Regions from separate parts of the Sus scrofa genome. Here regions 1 and 2 are each linked to region 3. Evidence: chromatin contacts called from public Hi-C data. All regions are on one chromosome and are shown on one strand. The core of a region is the stretch at or near the end of the contact, and the rest is flanking DNA. Distances in the headings are between cores, read along the strand shown. Region 1 holds the start of CREBL2 (cAMP-responsive element-binding protein-like 2). Region 2 overlaps DUSP16 (dual specificity protein phosphatase 16). Region 3 holds the start of DUSP16 (dual specificity protein phosphatase 16).

What was found. A called contact is a pair of places that touch in the nucleus more often than the background predicts.
Region 1: a contact with region 3 is called in a Hi-C map of skeletal muscle, with 4 times the contacts expected there. The contact joins the promoter of CREBL2 here to the promoter of DUSP16 in region 3. A contact is called at or near these places in 4 of 47 Hi-C or Micro-C datasets (fetal heart ventricle, heart right ventricle and skeletal muscle) and 2 of 2 datasets of contacts at active chromatin or transcription factors (alveolar macrophages and skeletal muscle).
Region 2: a Hi-C map of liver shows a contact between it and region 3, with 2.5 times the contacts expected there. The contact joins the enhancer-like site here to the promoter of DUSP16 in region 3. A contact is called at or near these places in 2 of 5 promoter capture datasets (fetal liver and liver), 11 of 47 Hi-C or Micro-C datasets (alveolar macrophages, embryonic fibroblasts, fetal liver and 4 more) and 2 of 2 datasets of contacts at active chromatin or transcription factors (alveolar macrophages and skeletal muscle).

The regions. Positions count from the first base shown.
Region 1 is chr5:59,829,579-59,832,789 of Sscrofa11.1, forward strand. It overlaps CREBL2 (cAMP-responsive element-binding protein-like 2), which reads right to left and starts at 1,619. Exons shown (of 4, transcript XM_021092337.1): 1 at 1,282-1,619. The coding sequence starts at 1,296.
Region 2 is chr5:59,928,786-59,931,835 of Sscrofa11.1, forward strand. All of the region lies in intron 3 of DUSP16 (dual specificity protein phosphatase 16), which reads left to right. Among named protein-coding and RNA genes, the nearest start is that of DUSP16, 60 kb to the left of the region's middle. Within about 2 kb of position 1,581, at least 18 of the 83 cell types and tissues checked have an H3K27ac peak or open chromatin away from gene starts, as enhancers often do. A contact at or near this core is called in fetal liver and liver, where this site is marked.
Region 3 is chr5:59,867,966-59,871,376 of Sscrofa11.1, forward strand. It overlaps DUSP16 (dual specificity protein phosphatase 16), which reads left to right and starts at 1,937. Exons shown (of 7, transcript XM_021092338.1): 1 at 1,937-2,602.

The sequences.
Region 1 (3,211 bases), core at 369-2,868, 39 kb before region 3:
AAGATCAAGCTGACAAAGGTTGTTATGAGACATTATCTTCTGATTTTTCTGTAAAACTTTCAGAACTCCACCTTTTTGTTTTGGCAATGGTATTTCCTATTAGGAGGGGTTTGCTATTTCACAAGCAAACTGTTCCTCTAGCGAGTCCCAATTCCAGAGTAGAGCGTTAAGCTTTCTCTGCTATCACTTTCCTCAGTGCCTTCAGCAGGAACAGGAAGAGGAGATAACATAGAACCACACAGGCCGCACAGAGAAGATGGAAAATTTTCCATTATCTCTAGGATGAGTGAAACAAAAACTTGATAGTAGCCAAGTGTTATTGGTTAGGTGAAAGGGGGAAATGAAGGAAAAAGCTACCACAAGCAGCATGCCAGAGACTGTGGAAAGTAAGACCTGTGGAAAGCAGAGGGAACTGAGTGTCTACTTTGAAAACTGGCAAATTCTAGAAGTCTGATTCCTTAAAAAAAACAACAGCAAACCCAACTTCCTAAACATTCTAGAACATCAATAAGCTGATGATCAACAAACTGACCATCACTATCCTCACGAAATATAACGGGACAACACTGCTGTGTTCAGACAGAAAGGTTATATGTAAACTGTAGGAATTAACCAATATTGTTTGTGACCTTATCTTCATAGGGATAAATGATGTGGATAGGGAAAGAGGGATGGGGATGGAATATTAAGACAGATTAACAAGAAGAAATTCACCCCTTTTCTTGGAGAAGGCTTTCGAGAAGAGGTTAGATTCCAGACTCTGGACGAATAGCAACAGGAGCTTAGCAGTGCGTTCCAACCAACCACAGGAAAATAGCACAGAGGGGAGTGAACCGAATATATGAATGGGGCATTGAGTAAGCGAGCCTGAGAGGAGAAAGGGAGACCGTCGAGGGGAACAGGGCCGGTTCAGGGTGCCCTAGTGAAAGGGCTCCCAAGTGGAGAAAAGCTGGGAGGCGGCAAGGGAAGGAACAGAGAAGGCACAGTAGTTTCTTCACTTATCTCGGGAGGCAAGTCAAGGACTAAGGTTGGAAAAGCTGACCAACCCGTTGGCCTTGGGTGTGAACATTTTCCAGAGGAGTGGGCCCTTGCTGGAAAAACGCAGGCCGCTCTTCCCTGAATTCCTGCCAGGGTACCTGGGGTCACAGCTGGAGGCGCAAGGATGCCTAAGGCAGGTGTTTCTCGGGTGTTGGCGTGGACTACGGAGTGAGGCTCGGCTGCTGGACGAGCACTTAGCGACAAGCAGGCGGCGGCGCTGCGCGTGCAAACCCCAGGACTTACCTTACTGTCATCCATCTCGGCAGACAGGCCGGCCCGGTCGGGCGCTCCCTCCCCCGACCCTCCCTCTGCTCAGCCGGTCTGGCCCGGCCCGGCCCCGCCCCGGGGGAAGAAGGGGATATGGTTCTGACTGCCCCCTTCTCTTGCCTAACAGTTCCCTTCCCTGATGCCACAGTCACGGGAATGAGGGACCAGTTCAGGAATGGCAGAGCGGACCCTGGAGGCGGCCCAGAACGCCTCCCTTCGCCGCCACCGCCTCCTCCTCCCCCTCCATGACAGGCTCTGGCTGTGTTTACAGACGCCCTGGAGAGCGGCCCGGACCAGAGGGTAGGCGGGAGCGCGGCGCGCGGATTGGCCGCTTCGGCTGCCGTTGCGCCGCGGGATTCTGGGGATTGTAGTTTTCCTTAACGTAGTCTCTGCATGGCTAACTAGGAAGGAAACTACAATGTCCACAGAGCCTCAGCATGGCGTCTGTTTTCCGGACGGGGAGCGCTGTGGAGGAGGGGCCGAAACTACCTTTCCCACAGTGCAGGCGGGGGGGTGTTTGGGCCCCCGGTTCCCGCGGCCTGGGCGCTGGGAGGAGACCGTTGGGGCTCCGTAGGGGCGGCCCTGGGAGCGGGCCGTTTTTAGGGACACCGAGGAAACTCTGAAGGTTATTTTAAAAATTAAAAAAAGAAAACAAACCCTTAGAATGTAAAATGGTACAGCTTCTTGGAAAAAACATTTGGGAGTTAGTCTCAGTATTAGACGTGGAGCTACCACATGGCCAACAATTGCATCAGAAATGACACTCTGTGTCCCCACGAAGACTTGTGCAGTAATGTTCTGTCCTAGCAGAGTTATTCATAATGTCGGAAGGTGGAAATAACCCAAATGTTCAACAGGGGATGAATGGATAGGCCAATTGTATTTATATACAAAGGAATATTATTAGTCCATGAAAAGGAACACATGCTGCAATGTAGATGAGCCTTGAAAACATGCCAAGTGAAAGAAGCCAGACACAAAAGGCCACATATTATAGATTCCATTTAGAATGCAATTTTTTAGAATAGTAACATTTAAAGAAGAAGAAGTTGACGGGTGGTTACCAGGGGCTAGGGCTGGGGAGCAGCAGGAGGGAGGAGGCAGGGAATGGGGAGTGGTTGTTAACGGGTACTAGGTTTCTTTAAAGGCAGTGAAACTTCTAAAGTGTATTTAGTGGTGGCTGCACAACTCTATTCTAAAAATCACTGAATTGTGTACTTTAAATGAGTGAACATTATGGTATGTGAATTACATCTCAATCATTAATAATGAAGAGTGTTTTGTCATCCTGATTTAATAGAGTCAGTGAGCTTCTTGTTTTGGCCTATGTTAGGCCATTGAGAATTTGACAAAGTTTGTGTGTTCATTAACGTTCTTCTGGAGAGCCTTTTGACTCCTTTTCAGACTCCTAAAGTGCTTTGTTAAACTCTTCCAAAATTCAGCTGAGGTAGAGTTCTCAGATTTAGCAATAAATATATAGGACATTCACATTTGAATTTCAGGCAAACAAATACCCCTTTAGTACAAGTATGTCCATATAATACTTGAGACACACTTTTACTTTTTAAGAAATGCTGCTTATCTGAAAGTCAGATTTAACCAAGTGTCTTCTGTTTTAACTGGCAACTCCAAATTGAGGAAGAGCAATAAAGGAAAGTTGAATCATCTCTGTCCGATCTATACAACACTTCAGAGGAACTAAAGCCAGTCAGTTCCTCAAAAGTAAATGCCACCAGAATTCCTGCTGTGGCACAATGGAATTGGCAGCATCTTGGGAGCACTGGGAAGCAGATTTGATCCCTGGTCCAGCACAATGGGTTAAGGATCGGGTGTTGCCACAGCTGCGGCTTAGATAGCAGCTATGGCTTGGATCTGATCCCTGACCTGGGAGCTCCATATGACAAAG
Region 2 (3,050 bases), core at 331-2,830, 60 kb after region 3:
TGTACAGAAATTAAATTTGCATAAGATGGTTTAGAAAAAAGTCTTGCATAAAGTAGAGCTCTGTGTCAGTAGACTTGTGTTCATAGCCATGGGATCCTTCGCAGTAGGGGAGGGGTGGCCTTGAAGCCCCCTCCAGTTTGGGCAGCTCTGTCAGCTGACCAAGTCTTAGGACTCACTGCCAACTTGAACTGAAGCATAGATGGATCAGCCCTTGGTTCTTCCTTCAGGGAATTGCTTTCAAAGTGACAGAGCTAACCTTTCTCTCTGCTTTGACTAAAAGGATAGGAATACATCTTTAGAATGGAGATCTTAAAGTTAACATCATTAATCTGTAATACAATGCTACTTTTGTTGATTATGTAAGTATTCTTTCCTTCTTTTTTTGGTCTTTTTAGGGCTGCATCTACTGCATATGGAGGTTCCCAGGCTAGGGGTTCAATCAGAGCTGTAGCCACTGGCCTACACCACAGCCACAGCAATGCCAGATCCCAGCTGTGTCTGCCACCTACACCACAGCTTATGGCAACACCGCATCCTGAACCCACTGAGCAAGGCCAGGGATCAAACCCACAATCTCATAGTTCCTAGTCGGATTCGTTTCCGCTGCGCCATGACGGGAACTCCAGATTACGTAAATGTTCTCTCATTTTAAGAAACAACACTGTGGTTAATAACTGATTGCAAGGATCAGAGGGAAGAAAAAAGTGACTAATTGGAATTGTTTAGTGCTATTATCATATGGTTTTTTTGCTTTTTGTTTTTTTTGTCTTTTTAGGGCTGCACCCAAGGCATATGGAGGTTCCCAGGCTAGGGGTCAAATTGGAGCTGCAGCTGCTGGCTTGCACTGCCCCTTGCAGCAATGCCAGATCCTTAATGTGCTGAGCCACAATGGGAACTCCATGTTATATGTATTTTATTTAACCTGGCAGATTTTTTTCCCTCTGAGAATGGATCGGTGGTTCACACTGACTTTTATAGAAAGTTATATTTATGATTGGAATTGTGGACCGAAGGGGGTACCCTTAAGGGAAGAGGTGTTTCTTGGTTGAATTAGAATAAAGCGATGGACAAATTATCAATGCCTTTAAGCTACACCAAATGTTTTCTCTGTCCAAAGTAACATGTATGTTTTTGTTCATAAACATTCACTCTTCTGGTGGATTTGTGGAAGACTAACAGAAATACGGATTTTAACACCGCAATTTGTCCGCTTGTTCATCCAGCTCTGTAGAGGCCAGCAATGTCTGCCTATGTGTCTTCCTTCTTCTTAAAAACTAATGCCTAGCACAAGGGGCCAGGGTGGGCATGGCGTTCCAGATTCAGGTCTGTCTTAGGGAAGCACATATGGGCTGTCTGGCGTTCTGTTTCCTCCACTCCTAGATGATTAGCCACATTAAATCTAGGGACAGGAGAAACCTGGCAATACTGGATGGTGAGTCAAGTCCTTGAACAGCTTTAAAAGATATCTTAAAAAACAAAAAGCACGTCAGTTTTTCAGTGCAGCATTCACAGTAAACCAAGGGGCTGATAAAGAGCTGAGGTTGCGTCTTCTGGCAGTGGGGTCTGACGTGGGATCCGGGGACAGCAGCATGAGGACAAGGGCAGACAGGACTCTTTATGCTCCACCTGTCAGCTGTTTGCAACAGCAAGTTTACGTAGCTGGATGGAACTCCTCTTCTCGGGTGGATCTAGTTTGTAAGAGGAAGAGGGACATTTTAGGCATATTTCAGAACTGATTTGCAGAGGAGGTCACAGAGAGCTTCTTAGGGGTGCGGGTAAATCAGGCAGTCTCATCTGTTATTAATTAATGAAATGAAACTGGGGGCACTAGAGTCCACCGATGAATGAAAGGTCAGCGAATGGAAAAAACTGTCAATAAAGGAGGGTGTCGGCAGAGTGGAACATTGTCCGAGAGAAAGATCAGGGAAAATGTGCTCTTTGGCCGAGGGGGTGTCTTTTGGAAGTGACAAGGAGTGTGGGTTTGGGACATTTCAAGCCAGACGGAGCACTAAATGGATCCTCTGATTTCAACGAAATCTGTTAAATACTTTCAGGCTGTTTGGGTTTGTGCTAGAGATTAATTGAAAAAAAAATTGGTTAAAAAAAAAAGAGGTTTCTGTTTGTTTTATAATGTGTTTTACAACGTGTTATTGCTGTTTTGTTTGCTTTGGGGGGTTGTTTTGAGGCTGAATAGTGGGTTGCTTTCTCTTAGGGTTTTTACTTTTTTTTTTTTTTTTTCCCCTCTGTCTTAGAATGTTCTAGAGCCGTGCTTACATTTTACTCTTTAGGACCACCAAAGTTGGACTTTGAACAGCCCAGGCTAGCAGGCTTTCAGTTTCCGGTTGTTAGAGAGTCTCGTCCCTCTGAGCATAGTTCAGTGGGGGATAGGCTGAAAGTCCTCGAGAGGCAGCGTCAGCCTCACCACTGATTTGCAAACTCAGGGATCATGAAGGGCCCGGGACCGTGTTCCTCTCTCCAGTAGTTCATCCATCAGCTTCGTTTCTGGTCTCATGTGAAATGCACTTACAGAGCTCTGCTATCTCTGGTCAGGCCAGCTCTCTTTGCTTTTTCTCTCCTTCATTGAAGCTTTGGCACCATGTGGCTTTGAGAAAGAAAGACTCTTCTGTCCGTTTGGGAGAGGCCCATGGCCATTCTGAGCCTGGTAAAATAAGGCTGAACTGAGGGCAGGACCCTAGAGGTGTCAGCAGGGATGTCCCCACATCCTAGAGAGCGTTGCAATTAATTCTGTGGTATGTAGAGACATGGTTTTAGCACAGCGATTGAGATTGCTGGGCTCCCGTCTCAGCTCTGCCAATTGCCACCCTGTGTCTTTCTGAACCTCTCTTTCCTCATCTGTAAAATGGGCGTAATCAAGGCACCACCTCTTCGGGCCGTTGTAAAGACTGAATGAATACTCTTACAGTGCTTAGAGCGATGCTTGTCCCATAGGAAATGTTCAGTATCTCTGTGATTACTTACATTATTTATATAAATGATGACCTACAAGTTCAAAATGGAGTTCAAGTTTGAGTTTCCTCGGATTATCTAGT
Region 3 (3,411 bases), core at 687-3,186:
ACCCCTCTTCCCCCAAATTAAAGCTTAACTATCCTCCACGGATGAGGTCAAAGCCCTTTAGGAGATGCCTTCCTTGACAACCCCAGCCTACCTGGCTCCTTTGCTCCACAGAACTCTTAACCAATATTGCATGCCACTCAATTATTAACTTCATTTGTAATTAGTTTTAATCAATGTCTTGTTTCCCTAATTAGATGATATACACTGGGGAGGCTTCCATAATAGCTATCATAGCACCACATACATGGAAGACACTCCAATTTCATTGTATAAATGAAGAAAGGAGAGAGAGGCTTCAAGATGTGCCAGGGTAAGGCGGCTGGAGCTGTAGCATGTAAAGAGAACTCGAATTCTTGTGGAGTCTTTTATGCTGGCAAGATCCCTGCTAGGACAAGGATTTTTTCTCTTCCTTCCTTCCCCCAAATCCCAACTCCTCCAGCTGAGCAGATTGGAGATGCAGATCCTCCTCAACTACCCTTTAGAATCTGTTCTAAACAGCAGGACTGTGGTCAGTCGATTATCAGAGCTTTCCTGGAAGAGCACAAGCAGTAACAGCCCGTGGCCACCAGAGGACAGGGCGCAGGGAGCGATTGCTTCCCCTCCATAGAAGTCTTAAAAGAGGTCAAATCTATGGCCTTCAGGCTTCAGTGACTGCCTGATGTGCTCAGCGCATTCCCATCTCCAGGTGGACTCCTTTTTCTCCTCTAAAACATGGGCTGGAAGCTCCTAGAGGCTTACCCTAATACTAACCTGAAATGATTATAATAGCAAATGCACTTTAGCTGCACGATTTAAAGGCAGAAAGGGAGTATGGAGATGTTTCAGCTTTCTCACTCCAAACCTGCTTTTCAGTTCTTTTGCCAATTAAACAAGCAAACAAAAAGCCCCTGGAAGTGTCCAAACAGACATTTCCGAACAAAGATGACTTTCGGGACCAAGGTCCCAAATTGAGTACATTGCAAATGGAACACTTGAGGAGATACACTATTCCTGCCTACAAATTCTGGCTCCTGGAGCAGTTCACTCGCAGTGTGCTTTTCCGTCATTAATCACATCTTTGTTATGTGATATCCACGTGAGTACTTCTCAGTTGAAGCAGCTTCATGCTCAAATGCTCAAAGAACACTAGAATAAAGATCTGATTGTCCTAGTCAGTGATTCCAAGTCCTGGATTGTCACCACCTCAGGTCTCTAGTTTCCCCAAGTGTGTAATGTAGTTTCAAAACAAAGCTATTTTAATTAGTCCAAATTTAAAAATGCACGAAGTGTGTGAAGTTAAATCAATGGGGTCTTGCACCTCTCAAGAGGCAGTGAACCTCTGTTTTGATTTCAAGATGATTCTGTGCTGCCCGATATAGAACATACCTCTAAAGAGCATTTTAGGCTGCTCATTCCCATTACATTTGTAAATAGGAAATGTTGAGTAAATTTAATCAAAGTAAAATAATGAATATTAGGAGCATTCAGGTGGGGGCTTTCAATGACAGACACAGAGAGGCAGCTGAGTGCCTGACCACCTGAATGTGATTTTTCTTAAAGTACCTGTTACTTCTCTTTCCTAAGAGACGGCGGTGCCCTGCATTTTGGGTTTTTAAAGAGCGATTGTAATTCTCTCAAATCATTGTTTGCGTTTCTTCACGCTGGGGAGGCAGCTGGAAACAGCCCAACCAGGAGGAAAAGGTTCTGCTCCTCGCTGGCGTGGGGGTGGGGGATGCGACCCTGAAATACCTGTTGGGGCGCGGCGCTAAGGCGCGCGGCCGAGACCAGGCAGGGAGGTCGGGGTTCGGGGCCCCCGGGGGCGGCGGGCACGCGGGCGCGGAAGGAGGAGGCCGCGGGTCCGCCTCCCCCAGCCGCCCGGCTCCTCCCAGCGGCGCCCGCGGAACCTGCCCCGGAGCCGCCGGGCCCCGGAACGGAACGTGACCCGTCCCCTCCCCGAGCGGCCGCGACCAGGCGCCGAGCCCCGCTCCGGACTTGGGCGGGCGGCGCGCGGCCCCGCCCGGCGCCCACCGCCCTGCCCTCGCCTGTCTCCTCCTTTCCCCGGGGCTCCGCTGAGTTCATTCACTGGGATTGGTTTCAAGTGACGCCATCTCTTTATTTTTAAACCAATGACCTCATCCGCGCTTGAAGTTTCCTGACCAGCGACTCTTTCTCTTTTCCCCCACCCCCACCCCACCCCCCCCGCCTTTCCCCCTCTTTCTGGGTGTCCCTGTTTGGGGGGCTCTGATCAGTTTTCAAACGACTATCATCACCTCTCCCTGCCCCCGCCGCCCCCCCACCTCCCCAGGTTCCTCACCCCTTTCAGCAGTGTTTTTTCAAGGCTGATCGGGGGTGGGGGGGAGAGAAAGAGTGAAGAAAAGTTGCAAACTTCTCCTCGCTTCCTAAGCCTCCCGCCCCCACCCGCCCCTCCGAGCAGGAGAAGATAATATAGTGAAAAGAAGAGGAGGAGGAGAGCGCGACGGGACGGACGCGAGCAGGAGCGCAGCCGCCCTCCCGGCTCCGCCGCGGCGCCTCGCAGGTCCGGGAGGCGAGGGGGCCCCGCGGGGAGACGCCGTGACAACTTTCATTTCCCCCCGAGAGAGCCGGGAGGTCGGTAGCTCCCCAAGTAAGTGGCCGCGCGGACGGCGGGGTGGGAGGGCGCGGGGCCGGGCGCCCGCCGCGCCGGCAGCATGGACGCTCCTTCGCGCGCCCCGGCTGCTCTGCCCTCCCGGCGGCCGGGCCCGGGTCGGCGGGCGGGCGGGCGGGGTGGGGGCGACCGCGGCCCGGAGCGGCGCGCGCGTGGGAAGCTGGGGGGGGGGACGAGGGGGGCCGCGCGGGGAGGGGGCGGGGGACGGCGCGGGGACTGGGGCCGAGCGGCCGGGTCCCGCCGCCAGGAGCCGCCGGCGGTCGCGGTCCCTTCGCGGGCGAAGCCGCTCGCTTCCAGGCGCGACTGTTACACAACACGCCTGCCAAGTGGGGCCCCGGCCTGACGGTTCCCATTATCCCCAACTCGCCCTGGGTGTAAGCAGCGGGGCCACCTGGGTGGTGACGGGGCCGCTTTCTTCCACCAACTCGCTTTTCATGCGCTGCCCCCGCCCTCCTACACAGGCAGGGTGTTGGGGGCTCGGTGTGCCAGTGACTTCTTTATTTACACTAACCCTAAAACGTGAGAAAGGAAAAAGCCCGGGGAGACAACCGAGGGTCTGTGTATCGAGTGTACTTTTCATGTAATGAAACACCGGGGAGGAAAATATTTGTGCAAGACTGAAGATTTCAGGTGCTGCCGGGCTTATTTCCTTTAAAACTTCAACAATAACAACCTGGGAATTAACTTGAGAAAATATAAGGAGATCTTAAAATGAATGGATATGGCAAAATCCTGAAGAAGTTTCTCAACCGTCCGCTGCAAAGATCCTAAATAAAATCCCCAGTGCC